Linked DNA regions of Sus scrofa: region 1 is linked to region 2. The links are chromatin contacts, called in public Hi-C maps. All regions are on one chromosome and are shown on one strand. Each heading gives the region's core, a stretch centred on a gene start, on an enhancer-like site or on the middle of the called end of the contact. The rest is flanking DNA. Distances are from core to core; before and after follow the strand shown.

Region 1 (4,945 bases), core at 2,052-4,551, 430 kb after region 2:
CCATACTGGCAAGGTTTTTTTTCATCATGCATATTATTCTCAGTTTTCAAAAAAGGTTTTTTTGTTTGTTTGTTGCTTTTTAGGGCCACACCCGTGGCATATGAAGGTTCCCAGGCTAGGGGCTGAATCAGAGCTACAGCTGCAGGCCTACGCCACAGCCACAGCAATGCGGGATCCAAGCCGCGTCTTCGACCTACACCACAGCTCACGGCACTGCTGGATCCTTAACCCACTGAGCGAGGTCATGGATCGAAACCATAGCCTCATGGTTCCTAGTTGGATTCATTTCCGCTGCGACGCAACAGGAACTCCTAAAAAAGTTTCTTTTTCAGTAAAAAGAACATTTACATACACATAATACCTCCCCAAAACAGTGGAATTATGGATTTCTCTTTTTCTCTGCACATTTCTACAAGAATATAATGTCTTCTTAAAAAAAAAAAGAATATAATGTTTACCACACAACAAAGCAGTTAACATTTTTTTCTTACATAAAAAAAAAGGTGAATCTGAAGAGCTGCTAAAGAAAAAAATTGTGAATGGACAGAAAAGATAGTCTACATAAGCCAAAGTAGTTCAGGCTCAGCTCAGGGAGAAAAAAGCTGATGCGTTCGAGCAAGTGAGATGTTCTACGGATGATGCTGACACACTGTGCACCATCTGGGAAGAAAACACCAAAAGCCGAAACAGACTGAGACCACTTCAGGATAAAGTAAGGACACCTACAGGACCTACTTTACAGGTGACCTGGGATTAAAATCTAGAAGAGGCTCCCTAAAGAGGGTCTTCATCGGAACTCTTGGGAACTGAAAGCAGACAGCAACCACTGTGCAGCCTGCCTCAGTCCTTATCTCCCCGAAGCGAAAGGAGCTACAGCAGAGAAGTTCTTCAACAGCTTCCGCGACCTGAATTCTTCCCTGAGGCCGCATTATAAATTACTGATTATTACAAGCAGATTCAAGGCAAGTAAAGCCACTGCACAGAAAAGAAGCATTTGTCAGCAGTACACATGCAAAAATAGTTTAGCCAGGTATATCAGAACACCACACGAGAATCTCAAAACCCAACTCCATTGCCAGTTGTTTCACTGAATAAACACTAGAAATTTCTCTGACCTTGGTAAAATCTTTGATGAGGTCAGCTGCTCTCACACCATTTTGTACATTAAAGCTGATATCAACTTTCACTTCGGTAAAAGAATCTGTTAATTTAATAATAGGTACCTAGAAAAAGAAGAAAGGTAAAATATTTAAATACTCTAACCAAATTAAGGGTCAAAATCAGAGGACACAAGGTTACCAGACTTGAGGTCCTGACCTCCCATGACAATGTAAGAACACTGAGTGTTCTCAACACTCGGTACCATAGCTGACTTGGCCTTCCAGACAATCCTAGATAATTTATGTTACATATTTAGCATTTAACTTCACGCAATGTAGTCTGTAATTTCCACTGATTGAGAATTTTGAAATCAGATAACAAAAACCATTCTCAACGTTATCTCCTTTGCAAAACAGTTTCCAACTCAAGAAGATCACGAATAACAAACGTCAGCCGATAGCAATGAACTGTTTCCAGTAAGAAAACTGATCGACAGATTAAGTCGCACACAATGACTCACTGGCACTGCTGGTCACTTTTGCAAATGGCCCAAGCAACAACCTAACAAGAGAACTTAAAATGTAAAAATTATTCTTAAATGAAAAATGATAGAAGAGCTTATACGCAATATCAGGAATTCTTCAAAACAAACAAAAAGGTTATTTGCACCAGTCATTAGAAAACTCAGGCCAGCAAACTGTGCATAAAACTGGGTTTCCAAATTAACAGCTTTTAATAAATCTTTCTTTTAATTAAAAAAAAAAAGTTGTTTTGCTCTCATAAAACCTAGTAAGCAAAAATCCAGGTGTTCCCATTGTGGCTCGGTGGTTAACAAATGAGCATCCACGAGGACCCTGGTTCAATCCCTGGACTCGCTTAATGGGTTGAGGATCGGGCACTGCCGTGAACTGTGGTGTAGGCCAGCAGCTACAGCTCTGATGGGACCCCTAGCCTGGGAACCTCCATATGCCACAGGTGCAGCCCTAAAAAGACCAAAAAAAAAAAAAAAAAAAATCCAAACTTTTAAAAGATACATTATTTCCAAAATAAGCTTCTGTGAAAATTCTTTTTTTTTTTTTGGCCGCACCATGGCATGTGGACGTTCTTAGGCAGGGATGAAACCCACGTCACAGCTGTAACCAAAGCCACAGCAGTGACAATGCTGCATCCTTAACCCACTGAGCCACGAGGGAACTCTTTCCAGAAAAATTCTTTAATGTCCATTCCATTAGTTAAAATATAACTTGATTTACAAAATTTCAATTACACTCAATTTTTCAAGGACACAAAATATGACAGAATAGAAAAGTAACATCTATAGTTATCTTCTGCGTAACTATAAACTTTCTATTAGATGGTCACTTTTTTTTTTTTTTTTTGGCCACCCCATGGCACATGGAGTTCCCAGGCCAGAGACCAGATTCAAGCTACACTTGTGACCCATGCCACAGCTGCAGCAATGCTGGATCCTTTAACCCACTGTGCCAGGCCAGGGATCGAACCTGCATCCTGGCGCTGCAGACACTGCCAATCCTGTTGTGCCACAGTGAGAACTATTTATACTCTTCATATTAAAAAAAAAAAAAAAAGCTACAGTGAGTATTGTGTATGATAAAATTGTGTAATATTTTTTTTCAAGAAATGTATAACCAGGATCATTCATTTGTCGCACAAATATAACTTTTTATGTCAAAGCACTGTGATCATTAACAAAAGGAAAAACAATCTGTGCTTACCAAAATTAAATTTTAATTCTACAAATTTCATGCATAAGAAACAAGAGAGTTTAAGATGAAATGCTGAAGACTTACAGTTGCTTTGTCTAGAACTTTCACCGAATCTTCATCTGCAACCTTATGCTTCCGAAGAGCTTCTTCCAAGGTCCAAAGGGGGAGGTTCTCCCACTTCCCAAACACCACGAGATCGATGTCACTGGACACAGAGCACATGCGAGAGTTGTTTAAAGAAGCAAGACACTGTACTTGCTTTAACTTACCTTCAAGCTACAGACTGCAAGTGAGGCCAATGAAAACCTATTTCTCACCCTGCCCGATGGAGACCAAAACTGTTGGTGAGGACTGTTTTTTAGAGAGGAAGTGAAAAAGGCTGGTGATTTTAACAACCTCCTCCTTCTCCAAGTCACTGCCCAGGGTGACTCTGAGAGAAGTAAAACCTCAAAAACACCACTGAGTGTTTCCTGTTCCTAAAGGCTTCTGGTACTGAAAACCTTAAGACCTTCTGGGTGAATGAGGTTAACTGAGTAACTGTGACTTAGATTACTACGGATAAAAAACAAGATGCAGGCAGTATATCTAGTGTGCCACCATTTGTGTAAAAAAGGAAGAAGCACATATTTCCTTTTATATGCACAGAATATTTCTGGAAGGATATGCAAAGAACTGCTAACACTGGCTCCTCCAAGGAGAGAAACTGGGGGACAGAGGTGGTATCTAGACTTTTCTTTGTCATTATTTTTGTGCCCTTTTCAAATATGAACTAGATGAATGTACTACCTATTCATAAAATTTTACTAAATTTTTAGAAAGATGACTCACAGTTTTCCTGAAGTTCAGAACCTAAATAAAGAAAACTCAAAGTGGAATATTTTCTGGCTTTTTTAGGCCTAGGAGAGCAAAGGGAAGAATGGAAACTGCTAGGATCCATCCACTTAACACATAATTTTAAGTGGATGAAAAACACCATGGGAAGTTCCCGTTGTGGCACAGCGGAAACGAATCCAACTAGTATCCATGAGGATGTGGGTTCTCTGGCCTTGCTCAGTGGATCAGGGTCTGGTGTTGCCTTGAGCTGTGGTGTAGGTCGCAGGCGAGGCTCAGATCCCAAGGTGCTGTGGCTCTGGTATAGGCTGGCAACTGTAGCTCCAATTCAACCCCTGGCCTGGGAACTTCCATGTGCATGGGTGTGGCCCTAAAAAGGAAAAAAAAAAAAAAACCCACAATGGATGCCTACACTAAATCATACTGCACTGTGCACCTAAACATTTGTGAAGAGGGTAAGTCTCATGCTGGGTGCTTTTACCGTGATAAAAACAAAAGCAAAACATGATGAAATGTTTTTGCTTCGTAAAGACAAGAGCATTTCAATTCTTAGAGAACTGGTACTCACCCCTCCAAAAGCACCCCCGACACATACACACCACCCCCACCCCCAGCTATGGGTCAAAACAGTCCTCATTTGAGAAGATGAAAATAAACAAGAAGCCTGAAAAGACAGAGACTTTCCTGAGAGAGAAGTCTGTACCCTGAATTTCTGGGTCAGAATGCTGGGACAGGAGCTAGGAGTATGAGCTCTTCATAAAAATGAGATACACACTCCTATCTACAAAACAGGTCCTACTGCAGAGCACTGAGAACAACCCTCATCATCCTGTAATACCCTCTAACAGAAAAGCCTCTGAAAAAGAATGAGTATCTAAATGTATATATATTTATATACATATACATATATGAGTACTTTGTACACTTGAAACTAATACAACATTGTAAGCATTGTAAATTAACTACACCTCAAAAGTGAGAGACCTAGCATTCCAGAATATACAAAACTCTGCAGCATCATCAGGTGTTTTACCATAAGACTGCATTACCATCTGTGTTAGTGAGTTAAGTTATGGGGGTGAACAGTTCTTTGCAGTAATATTTTACCTCAAGGTAATTCAAATAAAATATAGGTAAGTGACTTTTAGTTTCATAAATCTGTTTTGTTTCTACTCTTACCCCTTCAACAGTCAAAACAAATGCGCTATAGAAAAATGCATAATCTTTTAAAAGCTTCATAGAGGTACTAACCTAGTAGGTAAATAGAGGCCAGTTTTAAAACTTCC
Region 2 (4,665 bases), core at 783-3,282:
GTCATTTATTTCTCAGCTGTCTCCCAGAGCATCTTCTCATGTGTCAGATGCTAATAAGAGAGACAATTATATGGTGCCTGGCAGGACCCTGAGCTGACACGCTTTGCATGATCTGCCTGACTTAACCCTCCCATCAGGGTCGTGAAAGTTATGCCTCATTGGGAGGAAACTGAGGCCCCGAGACATTCAGTCCCTTCCAGCCCATCTCGTCGCAGAGTTTTGCATGAACTGAAGCCCAGGACTCCTGCTGCCTGCCCTCCCCTGCATACGGGCGAGAGAGTTCTAAAGCCAGAGCAGCCTGGCTTTGTGTCCTGCCCACCATTGACCAGCTCTTGATCCTGGGCAACTCAAAGTCCCAGTTCCTTTTATCAGATGGAGGTGGAAAACTCCTACTGCACACAGATCCGGATTAAGTGAGAGAGTGGGTGTTGAGCGGGGGGCAGGTGTAGCCTCCATGTCACAAGCATTCGGATTTACTCACTGGGCATGGGCACCAGCCCTGTGACCTTAGGCTAAACCTCAGTTTCCTCATCTGTTACTGGGAGTCATGATAGATTATTGTGGGTGTTAAACAAGGTAGCGGGTGTGAAAAGCCTGCATGTATGTGAAGTAGCTATAACAGGTTGTTGCAAATGTTTGCTTAAAGATACAGCCTGGCGGGGAGTGGGGGTGAGGGGAGGTCCTGTCATGGCTCAGCGGTAACAAACTCGACTAGTATCCAAGAGGACGTGGGTTCAATCCCTGGCTTTGCTCAGTGGGCTAAGGATCCAGCGCTGCCGTGAAGAGGACGTGGGTTCAATCCCTGGCTTTGCTCAGTGGGCTAAGGATCCAGTGCTGCCGTGAGCTGTGGTGTAGGTCGCAGACACTGCTTGGGTCTAGGATTGCTGTGACTGTGGCGTAGCCCGGCAGCTGTAGCTCCAGTTTGACCCATAGCCTGGGAACTTCCATATGCTGCGAGTGTGGACCTAAAAAGACCAAACAAACAAACAAACAAAAAAAGATAAAGCATGGGGGGTGGGGGAGGATACACACCTGCCTCCCTGCTTTGGACACTGAGATTTCATTTACACATAAACACATAAAATGGAGTATTGGCACATTTTTCTGGACAAGCCAGCATCTTCCTCCCAAATAACCCCTTTGCTTAAAATCACACATCCTTTAAAATTCAGAGCAACATGATAATACAAGTATCCTAACAACAAGAGAAGGTTCTGCTCAGCTTTGGCATGATCTGTCCAGCAAAGGACCAGACCCAGGTTTAGCATCTGGCGGTTGGGCAGACCACTAGGTGAGCAGGAGGGCTCAGCAGCGGGGACCATGACAGAGCCTAGGCACCCTAGGACTCCCCCAAGAACCCCATCACGAGTGGGCGCTTACTGTTCTCTCCTGTCCCCCGACAGTCTCAGAGCATGGCACATCCTGGGAGCCCTGGATGGAGGGGACCCACAGCCCAGTGCATGGCAGGGACCAAACCGAAAGTACCAGCACCGGGCCCAGAACTCTCAAGCGTGGGACCTGAAGAGCACTCAGGTGAGCTTGATGTTTGGGACTCGGCAGGGGGCTAGAGGTTTGCCGACATCTGAAATACAAGTGTGGATAGGTCGATGGATCAAGAAACAGGGCAGCTCGTGTAGCTTGGCTTATCCCAAAGTAGACACTGAGACCAGGACTTGGTGCAAGTCGTTTGTCTGGAAGACGATGCCAGGAGAGTGGGAAACCAAGCAAAGCAGAACAGGAAGTCAGCACAGGCTGTCCATGCACAGATAACCACTGGGGCTCCGTCCCAACGTGGGTCCTCTGGGAGACGGTATGGAGCATCCCTCAGAGTTCTCATCCCAGAGGCGAGGCCAGGCTGCCGTCCTCCTGTCCCTTCCTCCAGTGGCAGAGGGATGCTCTCCCTCACGGGGAGAGTGGCAGTTGCTTCCTGGTAGGTAGGAAGCCAGTGGGATGTTCCAGGACAGTGCAGCCTAGGGAGGACCCGGCACTGACAGTGTCTGCTATAGCGCCACCTACTGAGAATCGCAAGATTCTCAGAACAGCCCAAGGCTCAAGGGAGGTGTAAGAAACACAGTATTACTTTTCCAGGCATTTAAGGCAGAGTGGCAAGTGCAGGAAACAGCCGCGGGTGTGGAAAGCCAGATGCCAGAGGAGGGAGGGGCCCGCCAAGCTGAGCTGGGAGCCCAGCATCCTCACAGCTCCCGCCACCCTCCGCTGGCCCGTTAGCTCAGCCTGTCCATCCACGACCACGGAGGCAGAGCTTAGGGAGGGCGGGAACCAACCAGCCACATCCGTGCTCTTCGGGAGCGCTGGCGTTTCACAAGGGCCGGATGTGGATGAGGCACGTTTCACATCCAAGAAGCCATTTGGAGCCAGTGGGCCCTTCCAGGTTGTCAGTGGCAGGACGGATTCAGCCAGGTTGGGTGCAGGGCGGGTGTGGGGATGGGCATAACTGGCAGATGCCCTACTGGGCTTCTACCTGGAGGGATGGGGGAGGGGGATAGTCACCGCTCTTCGGGATTCCGATGGCGCGTCCCAGAAGAGCCAGCCTCCTCCCCAGCCCTGGACCCCAAAGCGCACTGATCCGCGATAGTCCTTAAGAGTGCGGTCCTTGCAGATGCCCATAGCAGCCTGAGCTCCAACTCCAGCATGACCACGCGGGAGCTGCAGGAATACTGGCGGACGCGCAAGTGCCGCTGGAGGCACGTCAAACTGCTCTTCGAGATCGCTTCCGCCCGCATCGAGGAGAGGAGAGTCTCCAAGTTTGTGGTAAGTGGAGGCGGGGAAGTAATGGAGAGCCTTTCACTACCTCTTTACCGGCCCAGGCTGCGGCCGGCGGGGCCTCAGTCTCTCTGACCAGGAAATAGACTGACACACCTTAACGCACAGCGTTCTTCTAGAGAAAACGACCCAGAAGTGAGATTTCACGTCCAGCCCCATGAGAATTGGAGGTGTTAAGGTCCTTGATCCCAAGAAGGAAAGAGCCCAGTTTAATACCATATTACTCAGTGTTTTCATGGGTGTCCCTTCTTCATCGTTTTTGATGTCCTTGTGTCATTTTTATTATTTACCTTTTTTTCTTTAAAGCGGGTCACTTTTTAAAAAACACCGGGTGGATTTATTTCAAGAGGAAATAAATGGAAGACCAATAATATCACATGGCATAAGAAAAAGTCATTATGACTGTAAATGCTGGAGTTCCCGGTGTGGCTCGGCAGGTTAAGAACCTGAGTAGTATCCATGAGGATACAGGGTCCATCCTTGGCCTGGCCCAGTGGGTTAAGGATCTGGCATTGCCTCAAGCTGCAGCACAGGTCACAGATGCCGCTCGGATCTGGCATTGCTGTGGCTGTGGTGCAGGCTGGCAGCTGCAGCTCCAATTTGACCCCTAGCCTGGGAACTTCCATATGCCATGAGGGCGGCCCTTAAAGGAAAATAAAATAAAATAAAAGTAAATACGAGGAGAGCTCAGGGCTGTTGTTAAATTCTAGCTGCTTACCATGGCTGGTGGAAAGCTGGGCTTCGGGATTGCTCTCTTTGTTGAAAAGGAATCTCAGCCTGTGTTGGGGGAGATATTACTGACTGTGGAAGGGCCTCACAGCCTTTCTTCTCCCCCTACCCTCCCCCTTGCTTGGGGCTGGAGTAATAACAAGAGCTGACGCTGAGTTCTGACTGCACTTCAGCGTTTCAGTGCATCAACTCATTGAATCCTTGCCCAGTGAGGCAGGAACAGGTTTTTTTTTTTTTTTTTTCCTTTTTTATCATTTTCATTTTTTAAAATTAAAAAAAAAAATTTGTCTTTTTGTCTTTTTAGGGCCGCACTCGCGGCATATGGAGGTTCCCAGGCTAGGGGTTGAATCAGAGCTGTCGCCGCCAGCCTACACCAGAGCCACAGCAACGCCAGATCTGAGTGGTGTCTTCGACCTACACCACAGCTCAGGGCCACACCGGATCCTTAACCCATTGAGCAAGGCCAGGGATCGAACCGGAAACGTCATGGTTCCTAGTCGGATTTGTTTCCACTGTGTCACGACGGGAACTCCTCTTTTCTTTTTTAAAGTTATATTGATGTATAGTTAATTTACAATGTTGTGATTTTTTCTGATGTACAACAAAGTGATTCATATATCTATATATCTATATATCCACACATATAGACACATCCATTCTCTATCAGAAAAAGGCTCAGAGAGATTGACGTACTTACCAAAACCACACAGCTAGACCACGGTGGGCTGGACTTATAACCTAGGCAGTCTGCCCTTCATCAGCATCGTCTTGGAAGAGGATTGAAAGGAATGATTTTCTTACCATACAGCCTCACCGCCAGTGTATCACCTAAGCCCATCTCTCAGGAGTTGTACACCTGGAAAGCACAGATCTTATTCATCTAAGCTCCCTGGTTCAGGAGCCTGAGGCCCAGTCTTGACCATGTCAAACCAAGAGCACGCCCAGGCCCCCTGCATGGACGGCTCCTGTGCTCTTTCAGGCCCAGACTGCCTCCACGGCGCTGTGGTTGTCATTCTCCGCTTGCCTCTGGACATGACTGGCTTTCACAGCTCAGCCGATGCTGATGGCAATTTAAAACAGAACTGCAGATAACCATCACCCGTTTCCAGGGCATGCTTTAAATGAGGATCGTCATTATTTTATTTCCCGGGCTCT

The links. A called contact is a pair of places that touch in the nucleus more often than the background predicts.
Region 1: a Hi-C map of alveolar macrophages shows a contact between it and region 2, with 4 times the contacts expected there. The contact joins two enhancer-like sites. A contact is called at or near these places in 3 of 5 promoter capture datasets (fetal liver, fetal skeletal muscle and liver), 18 of 47 Hi-C or Micro-C datasets (alveolar macrophages, brain, embryonic fibroblasts and 13 more) and 2 of 2 datasets of contacts at active chromatin or transcription factors (alveolar macrophages and skeletal muscle).

What each region holds. Positions count from the first base shown.
Region 1 is chr6:34,614,705-34,619,649 of Sscrofa11.1, forward strand. It overlaps PAPD5 (non-canonical poly(A) RNA polymerase PAPD5), which reads right to left. Exons shown (of 12, transcript XM_021094215.1): 3 at 4,911-4,945; 4 at 2,913-3,033; 5 at 1,116-1,223. Among named protein-coding and RNA genes, the nearest start is that of ADCY7, 31 kb to the left of the region's middle. Within about 2 kb of position 3,302, at least 8 of the 83 cell types and tissues checked have an H3K27ac peak or open chromatin away from gene starts, as enhancers often do. A contact at or near this core is called in alveolar macrophages, where this site is marked.
Region 2 is chr6:34,181,594-34,186,258 of Sscrofa11.1, forward strand. It overlaps SNX20 (sorting nexin-20), which reads left to right. Exons shown (of 5, transcript XM_021094194.1): 3 at 1,404-1,533; 4 at 2,618-2,769. The coding sequence starts at 1,413. Among named protein-coding and RNA genes, the nearest start is that of SNX20, 7.2 kb to the left of the region's middle. Within about 2 kb of position 2,033, at least 4 of the 83 cell types and tissues checked have an H3K27ac peak or open chromatin away from gene starts, as enhancers often do. A contact at or near this core is called in alveolar macrophages, where this site is marked.